2 separate regions of the Mus musculus genome follow, and region 1 is linked to region 2. Evidence: chromatin contacts called from public Micro-C data. All regions are on one chromosome and are shown on one strand. Each heading gives the region's core, a stretch centred on a gene start, on an enhancer-like site or on the middle of the called end of the contact. The rest is flanking DNA. Distances are from core to core; before and after follow the strand shown. Region 1 holds the start of Plxnd1 (plexin D1). Region 2 overlaps Ift122 (intraflagellar transport 122).

Region 1 (6,892 bases), core at 1,629-4,128, 110 kb after region 2:
AGGAATCTGTGCTTGCTCAAAGCCCCAGTGTTGGGCACGCCCACGGTATAGTCTTGCTACCCCTGAGGACCACAGAGAGAGAGGGACAAGGCAGGGAGCCTCAGTGAGCCCAGAAGGCTGGGCTTAGCCCTTTGTAAACTCAGTGTCATTTTGGGGTTGAAAGAAAATGAGTTCTGTTGTGAAATTCTTAGAGGGGACTGGCTGTACCCAAGGCCAATTCACTTGGGGATCCCCTAGCCTGGCTCTCTTGCTACTGCCCACCCTGAGGCCCCGCCTCACCCTCAGCCCTATAGTTCTCCACCAAAGATTCACTCCTTTTCCATCTTCCATTTGTCCGGCCAGACTGCCTGGATGCCCCCATTCCACATCTGTAAGGCCGCAAAGCCCCAGCACCATGAACACATGAGGGGGCCAAACAACTTGTGTTCAAGCAAGCCCCACCTCTGCTCCTTTTCAGCTGTTTGTGCATCCCTTAAAACTTACACCCATTTCTTCATCTGTATGTACAAAGGGATGAGAACACACTTGCTGAAGACATTTGACACACCACACACTAGGTCTGTGGTTCTCAACCTTTCTAAGGCTGGGTAAGACCACCACCCCCCAACCATAAAATGAATTCATTGTTACTACTTCATAATTGTAATTTTGCTACCATTATGAATCACAAAGTAAATATCTGATATGCAGGATAATGCAGCCCCTGTGAGAGGGTTGTCTGGCTCCAAAGGGGTCACACACAACCCACATGTTGAGAATGGCTGGCTTAAGTTAAAAACCCACAGCATTTGTGATCACAGGTCTGCCACACCACCTGCTAGCTGCTCATTTGCTATTTGTTGAGGTGGCCTTGAGCACACACCTGTTTGCCAACCAGGTGGCCTCACTAGGGAACCAATCACTTCCCAAATAACAGTGTCCCCTGGCACGGGCTCCCACTGGGAGTTTACATCCCTGCAGGTCTACACTCTTGGGATCTCCGATGGGTGTCCCTGTCACATACTCAGCCCTTCCGACCCACATGCCCTTTATCTTCAGTGCCAGGTGCCACACCCATCACACATCTGCCAGGGTGCAGAGGTATGTCCTAAGGGCACCTGCACTCTCCCTAAACACTCTCCTGGTGTCACTCCCCTCTCTCAGTTCAGCACACACCTGTGGCCCCCACCTGCAGAGCTGATTTGTAGGTGCGCTGTCTTCGGGGAACACCTGGGTACCTTGACAACCTAGACCTCCCCACTTAGGTGTGCGCACCTGTGACCCAGTACGCTCCCGGGCCAGCACCGCTGGCAGTAACCAATCCTCTGGGATATCTGCGTGCATACTGTATCCCCGCACACGCCCCTCAGGTCTATGGCTTACCTGTATGTTGCGCTTGCTCTCGCAGGCCGGCCCGGTGCCCTGCACCACACTGTCCAACACCGCCACCACGTCGGGCGCCGGCTCCACGAAGCAGGCGGTGCGCGCTGCACGAATGGCAGCCTGCACGTCGTCGAAGCGGAAGGCGCAAAGCGCGGCCGGGGCGTTGCGGGCACCTGGGGCGCCCTGGGGCCTCTCGAAGACAGCGAAGAACTGCTCGCGCGCGGGGAAAACCGACACGAGGCGGCTGTAGAGGTCGCCGCGGCCCGCGCCGCCCGCGCACTGCAAGCCCAGTTGGATGTAGGACTCGGTGAGCTTCTTGGCGTCGCCACCCGCGCCGCGGGGCAGGCAGATGCGCGCCAGCAGGCTGCGCGCCTGGCTGTCCTTGTCGCCCGCACGCGCCTCGCTGTTGAGCGCCAGGTACGCGTAGGGCTGCGCGCTGTGCGGTGGCACCGCCGGGTGCAAGAAGGCACGCACGAAGCCCAGCTTGTGCTGCTCCTTGGCGCCCTGCTTGATCTTCAGGATGTTATCGTCCGACGGGTTAAGGTCGAAGGTGAAGAGCTTGGCCAAGTCTCCACGCGCGTCCAGGGAGCGGATAGCGATCTCGGGCGTGTTCTCGAAGCGGTGGTCTTCTAGGCTACGGTTGCGCGGGAAGAAAGCGCTGCCGAAGCCGGTGTACGTGGCGCCCACGAGCAGACGGCTGCCCCCGGTGCCCGAGGTAGGCGGCAGCACCAGTCCCACAGTGGACGCGTTGGGGTGGTTGGCGGCCACGTTGAGCATGCTGGGGAACACGGTGACCGGTTCTGCGGTCGGCGCGGCAGGCGGAAAGCTCACGGCCAGGGCTGAGATGTTGCCCCGGCGCCTCAGCTGGCACAGACCCTGGTAGATGGAGCCGCACGCGACCACCAGACCCTGGCCCGGGTCCAACTGCAGGATTTTGTTGTAGTTGTCCGTGAGGCGCCGCGGGTGCTCGCACGAGGCCTGCGGGAGCTGCGGGGCGTGACACAGCGGGCTGTCCGGCACGGGACCCACGGTCGCCTCGGCTTCCAGGCTCAAGTTGGCACTCGACAGTTGGTACAGGCGGTTCACTGCCGCCAAGTACACGGTGCCCGCCGTGCCGTCCAGGGCGAAGTTGTTGGTGGGCGTGGGCGAGGGGAAACGGCGCTGGATCTCTAGGGCGCCGGCCCGTGCCGCCCCGAGCAGCAGCAGCAGAGGCAGCGGCAGCAGACCAGGGCCCCGCGAGTGAGGGCGCGGACGCAAGGGGACGGCCGCGGCGGCCCGGGCGCTAGGGGGTGCGCCGCCCGCGGCGCGACGAGCCATCCAGGCGAGCGCGGGCTGCGCGGCGCGGCGAGTGCATGGGGCGCGGCGCGGCCGGGAGCCGGGAGCTCGGAGGCGGCGAGAGGCGGGGGGGGGGCCCGGGCCGCGAGGCGCTTCCTGCCCGCGCCTGCCGCCCCCGGCCCCGGCGCCCCGGCCCGACTCTGGCGAGGCGCTCAGCCCGGGGGCGGCTCCGTGGAGACCACGCCCACAGCCCATCTCCCCGCCCCAGCAGCTTGGCCCACGCCCTTTCGCCCCGGGCCACGCCCCCGGCCACGCCTCTGGGCCACGCCCCGCGGTCCGAGGTCACTGGTGGCCGATACCCGGGCAGTCGCAAGTTGCCTGCCTCTTTCCTGGTTCCTGGCCAGCTCCTGGAATGTCTTCCTCTCGCTTGTTTGTTATCCTTCCTCTCTTTCTCCTCGCTCTAGTACCTTCTCTGTTCTGTTTCTGGGCTCCCGTTTGCCTTCCACCGCCTCTCAGAGTTTCGCTCTTTCAATCTCTCGGACTCCCCTACTCCGATCCTGTCAACTCCGCCCCGTGTCTCTCCCGCGTCACTCCCTCTCCCTCATCTGCGTTTCCTTTTTTTTTTTTTTCTTTCTGTTCCCGCTGCTCTCCCTCTCTACTCTTTTCCTCTCCTTGCCCCTAAAGCCCTCCATTTCCCCTCAACCGCCTGCCCCTTCTGGCCACAGTCCCCCTCCCCGCCCCCCCCGCCCCCCCCCCCCCCCGCTCACACCCCCTATGTTCTCCAAGCCTCACTCTAAAGACCAGCCAGACCAGGGACATCAGGCCCCTGGCTAACCTATGGTCTGTTCCCCGAACTGCTCTGTAAAAGGAGTTTGCAAGCAGCAGGCTCCGGGGACAAACTTGACAATCCCACAGCAAAAGTAGGAAACTGTGTTGAGAGGAAGTTCATTCCTCTTGCAAGGGCAGGCTGGGCTGAGCAGAACACCAGACACAGGGCCTTACTTTCTGGATAGAGCCAAACCCCGCAGACCCCCAGGACCTTGCCCTTAGGCCAAGGTTCTGAGAAACCTAAAGTCATTCCACATATGAGCTGGCACTGGGCACCGGACTCCTTTGACCTTCAAAGGAACAGGTAGGCCCTGGGATAAAGGCAAGGAGTCATTTTCCTAAGGTCATAGAAACCCAGGTGATCCTCTCCATAGCATGGGAGTGCCCACATAGGACCACACCAAATGCTAACCTCCTTACAAAGACTCAACCCACTTTCCGTGCATGGAAACTGAGGCCCCAGAAGTAAAGCCCAAAATACACCGCTAAGGGGGAAGGTGGGACACAGACCCATTGTTTGAAGCCACAGTTCCAGCTACAAGTTCTCAGTCAGGGTCTCCTAGCAGCTTGCAGCTGTCACTTGAGGCCTAGTGGCCCTCTCTCAGAGGGTGACCTTGCTCCCACCAGATAGGAAGGAAGGATGGGGAGGGGCTTTCCCTGTGCCTGAAGGGTCAGCAGCAAGGGCTCAGAGCCCAGCCATCCCCATTTCCCTGGCCCCCACCCCAACCTTCCTGTCCCTGTGCCTGCCTGCCGGCTTGCCTGCCATGTTCCAGCCCATTCATGGCCTTGGCTTTGATGGTCAGGAGTGTTCCTTGGCAGGAAATTGGAGACTTATGTCCTGCCTCCACCCCCAACTGAGCACCCAGGGGACTTGCCTCTACCTCTGTTTGGGGAAGGCCCGAGTCATGCTCTCCCTGTGAGCCACAGGCCCTCCACTCCACTGGACAGCCCCAGCACAGATTATAGGCTTGTCTTCCTCTGCCCTCCCTCTCTGTCTCTCTCCCTCTCTCTACCCTCTGTCTTCACACAGTATCTCTGGTCTCATTCTCCATCCTCTCCCCACCCCCTCCTTGCTTCCTTCCTGTCCCTCTCTTGCTTTCTTGCCGCATCCTGCAGCTCCCCCCACTGAGCCTCGAGGATAATGCTTTATGACATCTCGGTTTAGCTGGCCAGATGGATTGTTTTGTGTATTGTGGACAAACTTCCTGCTAAGCTGGTAGATTTCTGCCATCACCCCACCTTCAGCGTTTGGGACCTGAATTCTAGGGTCTGAATATATTCACATAAACTGAAGTAGGAATTATAGTGTGGCCTCCAGCAAGGTGCTTGCCCTCTCTGAGCCTGTTTCCTGTGGACCATATAATAGCACACTACTGCTAGGTTGAGTCATGGCCCCACAGCCCCTGCTAAAGTCGGGAGGAAGGGCAGGAGGAGGCAATAGATCATGGCTCCTGCCTGTTTTATGTCTTGAATCCCATAGTAGTTAATGGGTTATCTGGGGGTAAACACCACCCACAGTTCTGCCACCACTATCTCACAACCTTCTTTGCACCAGAAGACAAAACAGGGGTCACTGAGCCCATTTCACAGACGGAGAAACTGAGGCATCAGCAATAGGACTGGAACTCAGTTTTCTCTCTAAGACCAAGGTTACTCCTGGGTGGGCAGAGATGTGAGGAGGGAGTGGGGAGGGAAGTCCTTGCTGAGATTCTGGGGGTCCTCCCAGGATAAATAAATAAAATTGGGTATCCATTGGGAGACAGGTAGATGGCACCCAGCACACTGACGGAGGTAGTTATACCCACATCCAGCCATTCGGCTGCCAGCGACTGATGACTGGGCCCTTCCCCTCCTGCTCCTGGTTCCTGATTCCATCAAGAAGTCTCTGTCTGGGGCTAACGCGTCTTTAATGACTCTCTAGCATCTAGCATTTGTCACTGTCCCTGCCGAATAGAAAGAGGGTTTCAAGCTCGGTCAGCACCACAAGCTTACACCTTCTAGAATTTACTCAGAACCGTCGTCGTTTAAGTTCCTGCCTGCTTCCAGCTAGGGGAGCTGGTTTCCAGCTTGGCATGTGGTGTTGTCCCTGGTCAACTCCTGTGGGAAGGCCTTGAAAAGTGATCCCTAGGCTCTGGCCATGGCCACTGTCCAGGTGTGCAGATCTGGAATTGGTCGGGACGGGGGGTTGGGGGGGGGTGGAAGCTTTCCCTGGCTGCTGGGGACTCAGGGTGAGTGTGTTCCTCAGGTCAGGGCTTCCTTGCATACAGCCTCCTGCAAATCTCCTCTGGCAATGCAGGGCAGAGGGAGGGAGGGAGGAGGGGAGGGGAGGGGGTGAGAGGCAGAGGGGAGGAAATGTTTTTCTTCTTCAATTGGAAACAATAACACTGGGGGCTCAGGCTGTCTGGGAAGAGGGGCTCAGCCTGGGGACTGGAGAAGGTTCCCCCTGCAGGAAGTACTCCTAACACACAAGTGGAGGGCAGGAAAGTGCTGGAGGAGGCAGAGTAGAGGAAAAACAGGGGAGGGGCCCTGTAGCCACCTGGGGCTCTGCCCTTCCAGTCCTTCCTCACCATGAGCCTGCATGGGGACGGGAAGGGTCAGAGAGGTGGGGACATAAGCCTGAAGCTGCACAGCCTGCTCAGTGTCCCAACTCAGCTCTTAGCCACTGTGTCCTCTGCCATTCACCCTGGAGTTCACACCCCTAAGTTCCAACCTCAGCCTTGCCTGTAACCTCCTGGTGACCACAGGGATAGGAGCTTCAGTTTCAAATCTGAAGAGAGGCATGGACTCCAAACCACAGCACTGCTGTGAGGAACGAAGCCGGCCACATGTTGGAGCCGCTGGCCTCCGGTAAGCCTGGGGTCTGCCCACCTGCCACCTCTGGAACTGGGGTTCATCTCCCTACTCCTCCTGGTCCCTCGGGAGAGCTTCTAGGCCCCAGCAGATATGTGTGCCAGATGTCATCTGGGGCCTGGATGTCAGTTACCATTCATGGATGCCAAGGCTCAAGAGGGCTCCCGTGGCCTCCTGATGTCACGCAGTACAATTCCTTATCCTCAGGCCACTGCCACTGTGACCCCTTAGGGTTCCCAGAAGGGACCGACGGATAAAGCTGTTCGGAGGCATACCTCACTGTTGCTGCTGATGTCCTACAGGGGCTTGTCATGTATCAGCCCCTGCTTCCTTGGTCTCTGGAGGGTCCCTCCCCTGCTACCTAGGCGCCCCAACCCCTAGGGATCCAGTAGAGGCTTGCTCTTTCATTGTTGTCCAGTGGGGCTGGAGGAAATAGTTCTCATTCCTGTGTGTCAGTGCCCTCTGCTAACTCTGGGCATGTCCTTGACCTCTGTGGTCAGGGGACTTACAGGGCAGGGTGAAGACCCTGAGCCCTTATGGGCTCATGGCAGGCGCCTTGCCTATATGAGCCCCCACG
Region 2 (7,200 bases), core at 1,168-3,667:
TCTTTGAGAATTTCCAATATGCCTTTTTTTGTTTGTTTGTTTGTTTGTTTGTTTGCTTGTTTTTTAAGATTTATTTACTTTATGTATGTGAGGACACACCAGAAGAGGGCATCAGATCCCATTACAGATGGTTGTGAGCCAACATGTGGTTGCTGGGAATTGAACTCAGGACCTCTGGAAGAGCAGTCAGTGCTCTTAACAGGTCTCTCCAGTCCCTGCAATATGCTTTTAAGAGGACATGTCCAGGGACATGTTTCTTTCAACTAGGCCTCACTCCTTAAACTTTATCCTTCTTTCCATAATGCCATTAGCTGGGGACTAAGCCTTTGACAGAGTTTCTGAGAGTTATTTAAAGTCCAAACCATGGTACAGATGATAACTCCAATTTGTTTGGGACAGTGAAGTTATTTCTTGGTTTTGAAGTATTTTTTCCACAAGGATTGCTAAAACAAAGCCAAAGTTTTTGTCAGGCTTAGGTAACATTTGTGTAACTTTGGCTTTTTAGACATTTGTAGTTTGACGAGGCCGTGGCGTTCCTTGGTGCAGATACTGTTTTGCTGTGTACAGGACAGGCTCTTTTAGTCCCCAATTACTCCAGAGGAACTGCTACCACCATTGCTGAACGTGTAAGAAAACGGAGGTCTTGAGAGGCCACTGGTCTTAAGAACAGGTTTAGAATGTGACCACAGCTAGTTTGGGACCTGACCAGACAGATACTAGAAGTCTGTCAAGTTAGTCAGTAAGCTACCATGTAGGTCCTGAGAACCAAACCCAGGTCTTCTGCAAGAGCAGCTAGTGCTCTTAACCTCTGAGCCATCCCTCCAACTCCATATTGCCCTGCTTTTTAAAAAAAATTATATTCCGGGAATTGTAAATTGTATACCATAGAAACTAATTTCTCTCAGGTTCCCCTAAAGGCAAGTGTGGAGGGTGGGGAAGGGAGAGAAGAAGAGAGAGAGAGTGAGGGCGAGAGGTCAGGTGGTTAGCTTTGCTGTGCTCTGCTATGTATTTTCAATGAGCAGCAGCTGAGATCCTAGAACAGGTCTTTGGCTTCACCTGTGAGTCATGTGGGTCATAGCTAAAGGTTTCCAGTGGTGAGCAGAGCTTGGGTGTGAATGCTTCCTTCTAGCCTTCCTTTCTACAACAGCCCACCTCACCTACAACAGCCCACCTCACCTACAACAGCCCACCTCACCTACAATAGCCCATCTCACCTACAACAGCCCACCTCACCTACAACAGCCCACCTCACCTACAACAACCCACCTCACTTACAACAGCCCACCTCACCTACAACAGCCTATCTCAGACTCTATGCCCATCCAAAAAGGAGCTGTGTTGAGAGCCTCTTGCCTGAGGCTGTTCCCCTCGCTCAGTTTCTGCCTGCTTTGGTCACTTGTCCCTTCAGCTGGTCCTTGTAGTTGGTCTAGAGTTGATGGTTGTTACTTGGAAGAGGAGTCCGAGGCCTCAGCCAGTAGCTTCAGCCTCAATGCCATGACAGGTGCCAGGGTTTTCTTATTAGACTTTGTAGCGTTGGGAGGTAGGAGGGAAGCTTTCGGTTGTTAGGCATTGGAAATTCCTAAAAAGGAAAGAAAAGTGAACATACTAAATTTATAATTGCAGTTTAAATTAGTTGAAGGGAATTAACTAAGTTGCAGTTGGAGCTGACTCCTTCAGTGGTTTTATGTGTTCAAATTGCCTTCATTAAACTGTCAGCATCAATTGACTGCTCACTTTTACTAGATTTATAAATAGGAAAACATTTGTAAATTGACCCTAAACCTTAAAGCAAAAACTAGGTTTTTAGGGTCATTTTTCTTAAATTGAATAAAGAATAAAGGGCAGTCTTTTCAAGTGAATAAGCTCAGAACATAAACAGAGAAGAGGCTGGGGTAGGCTGACGGCCATGTGTGCTGGGTGAGCGAGGGAAAGACTCCCCGGCCTCCAGGATGGCTGAGGAGGGCTGGCTAACTTCCCAGTACTTAGGTCAGGCATGGCAGACTTTAGGGGCCAAGGGTTCGGCAGGGTTGAGGGGAAGAGTGGGCTCCAGAGGTGGAGAGGCCTGCGTAGGAGATGGAATAGCTCAGGAGAGGCAGCCCCCACCCCCTTGCCTTCCTACCGGTCTCCCTACCCGGCTAATGTTGGCGAGGAAGCCCTTCCTGGTTGTGGTTGTAGACTGGTCTCACTTGCTGTATGTTCTCTTTCCTCAGATTGGGAAGGATCGGCCACTGAACTTTGACCCCTGTTGCATCAGCTACTTCACTAAAGGAGAGTACATTTTGGTGGGAGGTTCAGACAAGCAGGTATCTCTTTTCACCAAGGATGGAGTGCGACTGGGGACCGTTGGGGAGCAGAACTCCTGGGTGTGGACCTGTAGAGTGAAACCTGACTCCAATTATGTGGTGAGTAAGAGGAAGTTCACCCTGCAGAGCATTGCTAGAGGAGGCCCCAGGCAGCCAGTGCTCCTAATAGGTGGAAGGGAGATGGCTCCTCCCCTCAGCCTAGATTGACAGCTCTCCTGTACACAGGTGGTCGGCTGCCAGGATGGCACCATCTCCTTCTACCAGCTCATCTTCAGCACAGTCCATGGGCTCTACAAAGATCGGTATGCCTACAGGGACAGCATGACAGACGTCATCGTGCAGCACCTCATCACAGAGCAGAAAGGTAAGAGGCAAGCTTGCCCTTGCTTATAGACACTAGCAAAAGGGGTGAGGACTGGGCTAGGGACAGCACATTCGAAATAATAGGAAATATCTCCCCTGGCCTTGCTTTAGCTTCTAGCAGTAGAAGGAGGATGAAGATCTCTTTGAGGATCTAGCAAAAGCAGTAAAACCTGTTTTGTTTTTTAAAAGCACCAACTCTTTACATTTTACAAATAATTCCATGGTGTAAAATGGACTCCATGAGACATGGAGGCTGACAAGTCAGAGTTGTAATGGCTGATGTGCATGAGGCTTTGTGGACATTTACCCATATCTGTCAGAGCCACTTTGGCATACTTTCCCCTCAGCCTCTACTCACTTCTTGGTGGTCCTTCTACTAGACTTGTAGGGGCAGTAGATAGGCTCAGGCTTTGTCAGGGGATCTGGGATCCAACCTCGCCCAGTCTAAATGTGACAGTTCCCTTCTGTTCACATAAATAGCTCTGCAGCTGAAAGAGGTCAAGTTCCACTCAGCGGTGTCCATCCCTGGATGTGCTGAGCACATATGCTATTTGTATGCTGCTGACCAGATATAGCCAGGTGGCTTTGCATAGGGGTTCCAGTTGGGGACCACCCTGTAGATTCAGGATGGCTTCTTTTGTCCCTGCCAGGGTAGATCTATTTTGGAAATTCCATCTAGGTGGCAGGAATGTAGCCACTGGGACAGCTCAGCACATCCTCCATGGTGTTTACCCCACTTGGTCTGTAGAGAGGCAGAGCTTGCCACATAGAAGTCCCTGTGGTCGGGAAGGTTGCAGGGGTGTGGCTGGCTATGAGATGTGTCATTTTGGTGGGCTCCCGATCACTAGGGGCCTTCTTTGCTGTGCAGAATGAGTCTAGATGTCCTCAGCCATGCAGGACAAGTGTCGGTAGCATTGACTGCTTGACCGCTCTGTTTCTCCCTGAAATGGTAGCATATGTAGCTCTGCACCCCACTCAGCACAGAGGCCTCCATGTGGCAGGTGCTCTGGGGAGAGTTGTTAGCAGACTGACCTAGTTTTACTCTTAAGTGTATGTCTGAGTGCCTGCATGTCTGTGTGCCATGTGTGTGCAGTACTTGAGGAGGCCAGAAGAGGGCAACAGATCCTCAGGAACTGGAGTTAAGATGGATACTGGGAATGAAACCCAGGTCTTCAGAGAGCAGCAGTGCTCTTGAACACTGAGCTGTCTCTCCGGCTCCCGTTAAAGATTTTTGTAACGAGAGTGTGTCACTTTAATTGTCAGGAGCATTAAATAAATAAATGATGGCTTTTAATTTCTCTGCCTTTCACCTTACTTAACAACCTTTTGCTAGAGTCTCTTTTCCTCCGTTGACAGTTAGGATTAAGTGCAGAGAGCTTGTCAAGAAAATTGCCATCTACAAAAATCGATTAGCTATCCAGCTGCCAGAGAAGATCCTCATCTACGAGCTGTACTCTGAAGACTCGACAGACATGCACTACCGGGTAAAGGAGAAAATTGTCAAGAAGTTTGAGTGCAACCTGCTGGTGGTGTGTGCTGACCACATCATCCTGTGCCAGGTGGGCAGCTCATCCCTCCTCCCCCAGGGCAGGGCTCTACCTCAGGGAAAGAAGATGGTCACAACTCAGTGGCCGGTCCTTGGCATCTAGCTGAATCTTGTCTTTAGAGAGATGAGGTCTGCGGATGGGATGACTGTGGACTCTGGAGCATGTGGCTGCACTGGCATTAGGTGTGTTGTAAAGAGTCTCACGCTGCAGCTTTGCTTGGAGATAGTGCTTTACTAAGTTGCTCAGGCTGGCCTCAAGCTCACGACCCCCAGTTCACCTCCTGAGCTGAGGTGAAGGCGTGTGTCATACCTGTCACTCATCTAGGGTACATTTTCATAAGTGCAAGTTTTACCTCCTAAGAGAATTCTCTTCTTTCTTTCTCTCTTTCTCTCTTTCTTTCTTTCTTTCTTTCTTTCTTTCTTTCTTTCTTTCTTTCTCTCTCTCTCTCTCTCTCTCTTTCTCTTCTCTTTCTTTCTTTCTTTCTCTCTTTCTTTCTTTCTTTCTTTCTCTCTCTCTCTCTCTCTCTCTCTCTCTCTCTCTCTCTTTCTCTTCTCTTCTCTTCTCTTTTCTTTTCTTTCTTTCTTTCTTTCTTTCTTTCTTTCTCTCTTTCTTTCTCTCTTTCTCTCTTCCTTCCTTCCTTCCTTCCTTCCTTCCTTCCTTCTCTTGAGGCACTAGGAATGAACCCAGGCCCTTGCCTACAGTAGGACAGCCCTCTGCAGTGGAACCATATCTCCAAGCTTCTCTCCCCACCACCTTTTTTAAGACTAGGTTTTACGAAGTTTACCAGGTTGTCCTTGAACTCATTCTGTAGCCCAGGCAAGTCTTGAACTTGCAATGCTCCTGCCCCAGCCTCCAGAGGACTTGGAACTATAGATCTGTACCACCAAAAAAAAAAAAAAAAAGTCTCTAAGGCAGTGGTTCTCAACCTTCCTAATGCTGTGACCCTCTGAGACCATTTCTCATGTTGTGGTAACCTCCAACCATAAAATTATTTCTATGCTACTTCATAACTGTAGTTTTACTACTGTGAGTATCTGGTATATGCAGGATATGCATACCAAAGGGGTCATGACCCACACATTGAGAACCACTACTCTAAGAGGGGTTTGGTTTGGTTTGGTTTTTCAAAAGGAAAGTTTTCCCCCAGTCATAGATCTCTAAAAGTCCCTAGGTCAGTGCCACGAGGAGTTTTGGAAAGACTACTGTGGGTGCACCTGATCTTTCCAGGCCTGTTAGAAAAGATAAAAAGGAAGACCTTGTTTAGGAGCCATTCTAGTGTAAAACTAGTATCAAAACCTGTGTGAGGGTCCCAAGCCTCTTGCCACTTAGGGCTGCCACAATAGAGAAGAGTTGTGGGGGATTGGTGGCCTGCTGCTGGCTCTGGAGGCCCATGTTGAAGATGGCCCCTGAGGCGGCTTGTGGTGGATTGGTGGTGGCAGGGTCGGGGAAGAGCCAGCGTTAGATCACCACTGCTGGTGTAGGACGGTTTCCCCAGGAGGGCTGCAAGCACTCTTTCTCTGACCCTCCACGCTGAGCTTGGGATGTCTCCTAGGAGAAACGGCTACAGTGCCTGTCCTTCAGTGGAGTGAAGGAAAGGGAATGGCAGATGGAATCTCTCATCCGCTACATCAAGGTGATCGGTGGCCCTGCTGGAAGAGAAGGTCTGTTGGTAGGCCTGAAAAACGGCCAGGTGAGTCTTCCTGCACTACCATCGAGCTTGCTGTCCGGGCAGGCACGGGTTTCCTGTCTGGGATGATGTGCTATGGGTTGTAGACAGCCTGGCGTTTGCTTTCATAAAGACAGCTCCAGGCCAAATGGCTGTGGCCCTCAGACTCACAGCATGCTCACCCCTGGCAGAGTGGGTGCCATGGCTTTCAAGCTGCACGTAGCAGGGATCAGTGTGCTTAAGGTCACCCCGAAGGTGGGATTTGTTGGAGACACAGCTTTAGTGGATTGCTGGAGAGGCAGGCGGAGATTGTGCACGAGGTCAGAGCCTTATTAGGCAGTGCCTGGATTAATCAGTATTCCTGTCTGGGGCCTAGATGCTGCTAGTCCTTAGGGTGTTACTAGAACCAAAAAGGAAACTGGACTGTTTGGACAAATCGATTAGGAAATCTAGGCTACAAGAAGTTGAACAGATTCTCTGTGTGTTCATCTACATTCTTTGCTTAAAATAAGAAACTTCTATGTGGGCTACATAGAAATTTGAAAGTGAAAATATAACTGCATTAGCCTGAGAGCCAAGCTGTGTGGCAGATGGCTGTGGCTGAAGCTTGTCAGGTCTTTGCTGGGGACGGAAGTTGCGGAGCATGAGCTCAGTAGGAGCTGACAAGCAGCGGCACCCCAGTGCGGGATAGTCTGCAGCTTCCTCAGTCAGCTGTCAGGTCTCATGGGAGGCTGAGAGCATGGCTTTGGGGTCAGGTTAACCTGGGACCACATTCCTTCTCACGCGCTGTATGGCCCTGGGCAGATAGATGAGTTTGCCTCTCTGAAGCTCAAGTTGTCCAAATAAGGACAATACTGTTTCTTCCCAGGGCTGTCAGAAACAGGGATGTCAGTGAATGGCAGCTGTCACCATCAGCACCGTCATTATTACTTTATACCAGATGTCTCCCCTGTGTTTACAGTAGCCCTTCCTGTGTTAGTGTATGACTCCTCTACCCTGCAGTTTAAGCAGTATCATTAAAAATGTCTCTAGTTCACACAGACATTAGTCAGTTTGGCATGTCTCAGGCCTGTTGTTGCTTCAGTGACCTCCTATGAACCATGCTTTTGGACTCTTAAGGATGGTTACCCCCCCCCCTTTATTTAATGAGTCTTTTCTCTGCACACAGCTTCTGGAGGAGTTAGTGGGTGTTGTTCTTGTAGAACACATGGGATGCCAAGAGTCTGGCAGTGGTCCAGGGTCTGGTTGCCGTGGTAACTCACACTTATTTCTCTGAAATTTCGCCAGATCCTGAAGATCTTTGTGGACAATCTTTTTGCTA

What was found. A called contact is a pair of places that touch in the nucleus more often than the background predicts.
Region 1: a Micro-C map of embryonic stem cells shows a contact between it and region 2, with 2.8 times the contacts expected there. The contact joins the promoter of Plxnd1 here to the enhancer-like site in region 2. A contact is called at or near these places in 28 of 39 promoter capture datasets (the 3T3-L1 cell line, 3T3-L1-derived adipocytes, the C10 cell line and 17 more), 6 of 15 datasets of contacts at CTCF or cohesin (the G1E-ER4 cell line, the NIH/3T3 cell line, embryonic stem cells and 2 more), 159 of 484 Hi-C or Micro-C datasets (2-cell-like embryonic stem cells, the 3T3-L1 cell line, 3T3-L1-derived adipocytes and 89 more), 41 of 115 datasets of contacts at active chromatin or transcription factors (the 230-238 cell line, the HPC-7 cell line, the SCID.adh cell line and 26 more) and 4 of 9 other capture datasets (adipose tissue, embryonic stem cells, liver and 1 more).

The regions. Positions count from the first base shown.
Region 1 is chr6:115,992,127-115,999,018 of GRCm38.p6, forward strand. It overlaps Plxnd1 (plexin D1), which reads right to left and starts at 2,879. Exons shown (of 36, transcript NM_026376.3): 1 at 1,363-2,879. The coding sequence starts at 2,679.
Region 2 is chr6:115,884,699-115,891,898 of GRCm38.p6, forward strand. Ift122 (intraflagellar transport 122) reads left to right here. Exons shown (of 29, transcript NM_001167763.1): 9 at 2,211-2,402; 10 at 2,529-2,667; 11 at 4,023-4,225; 12 at 5,766-5,903; 13 at 7,167-7,200. Among named protein-coding and RNA genes, the nearest start is that of Ift122, 35 kb to the left of the region's middle. Within about 2 kb of position 2,418, at least 67 of the 459 cell types and tissues checked have an H3K27ac peak or open chromatin away from gene starts, as enhancers often do. A contact at or near this core is called in the AtT-20 cell line, the Ba/F3 cell line, the C2C12 cell line and 22 more, where this site is marked.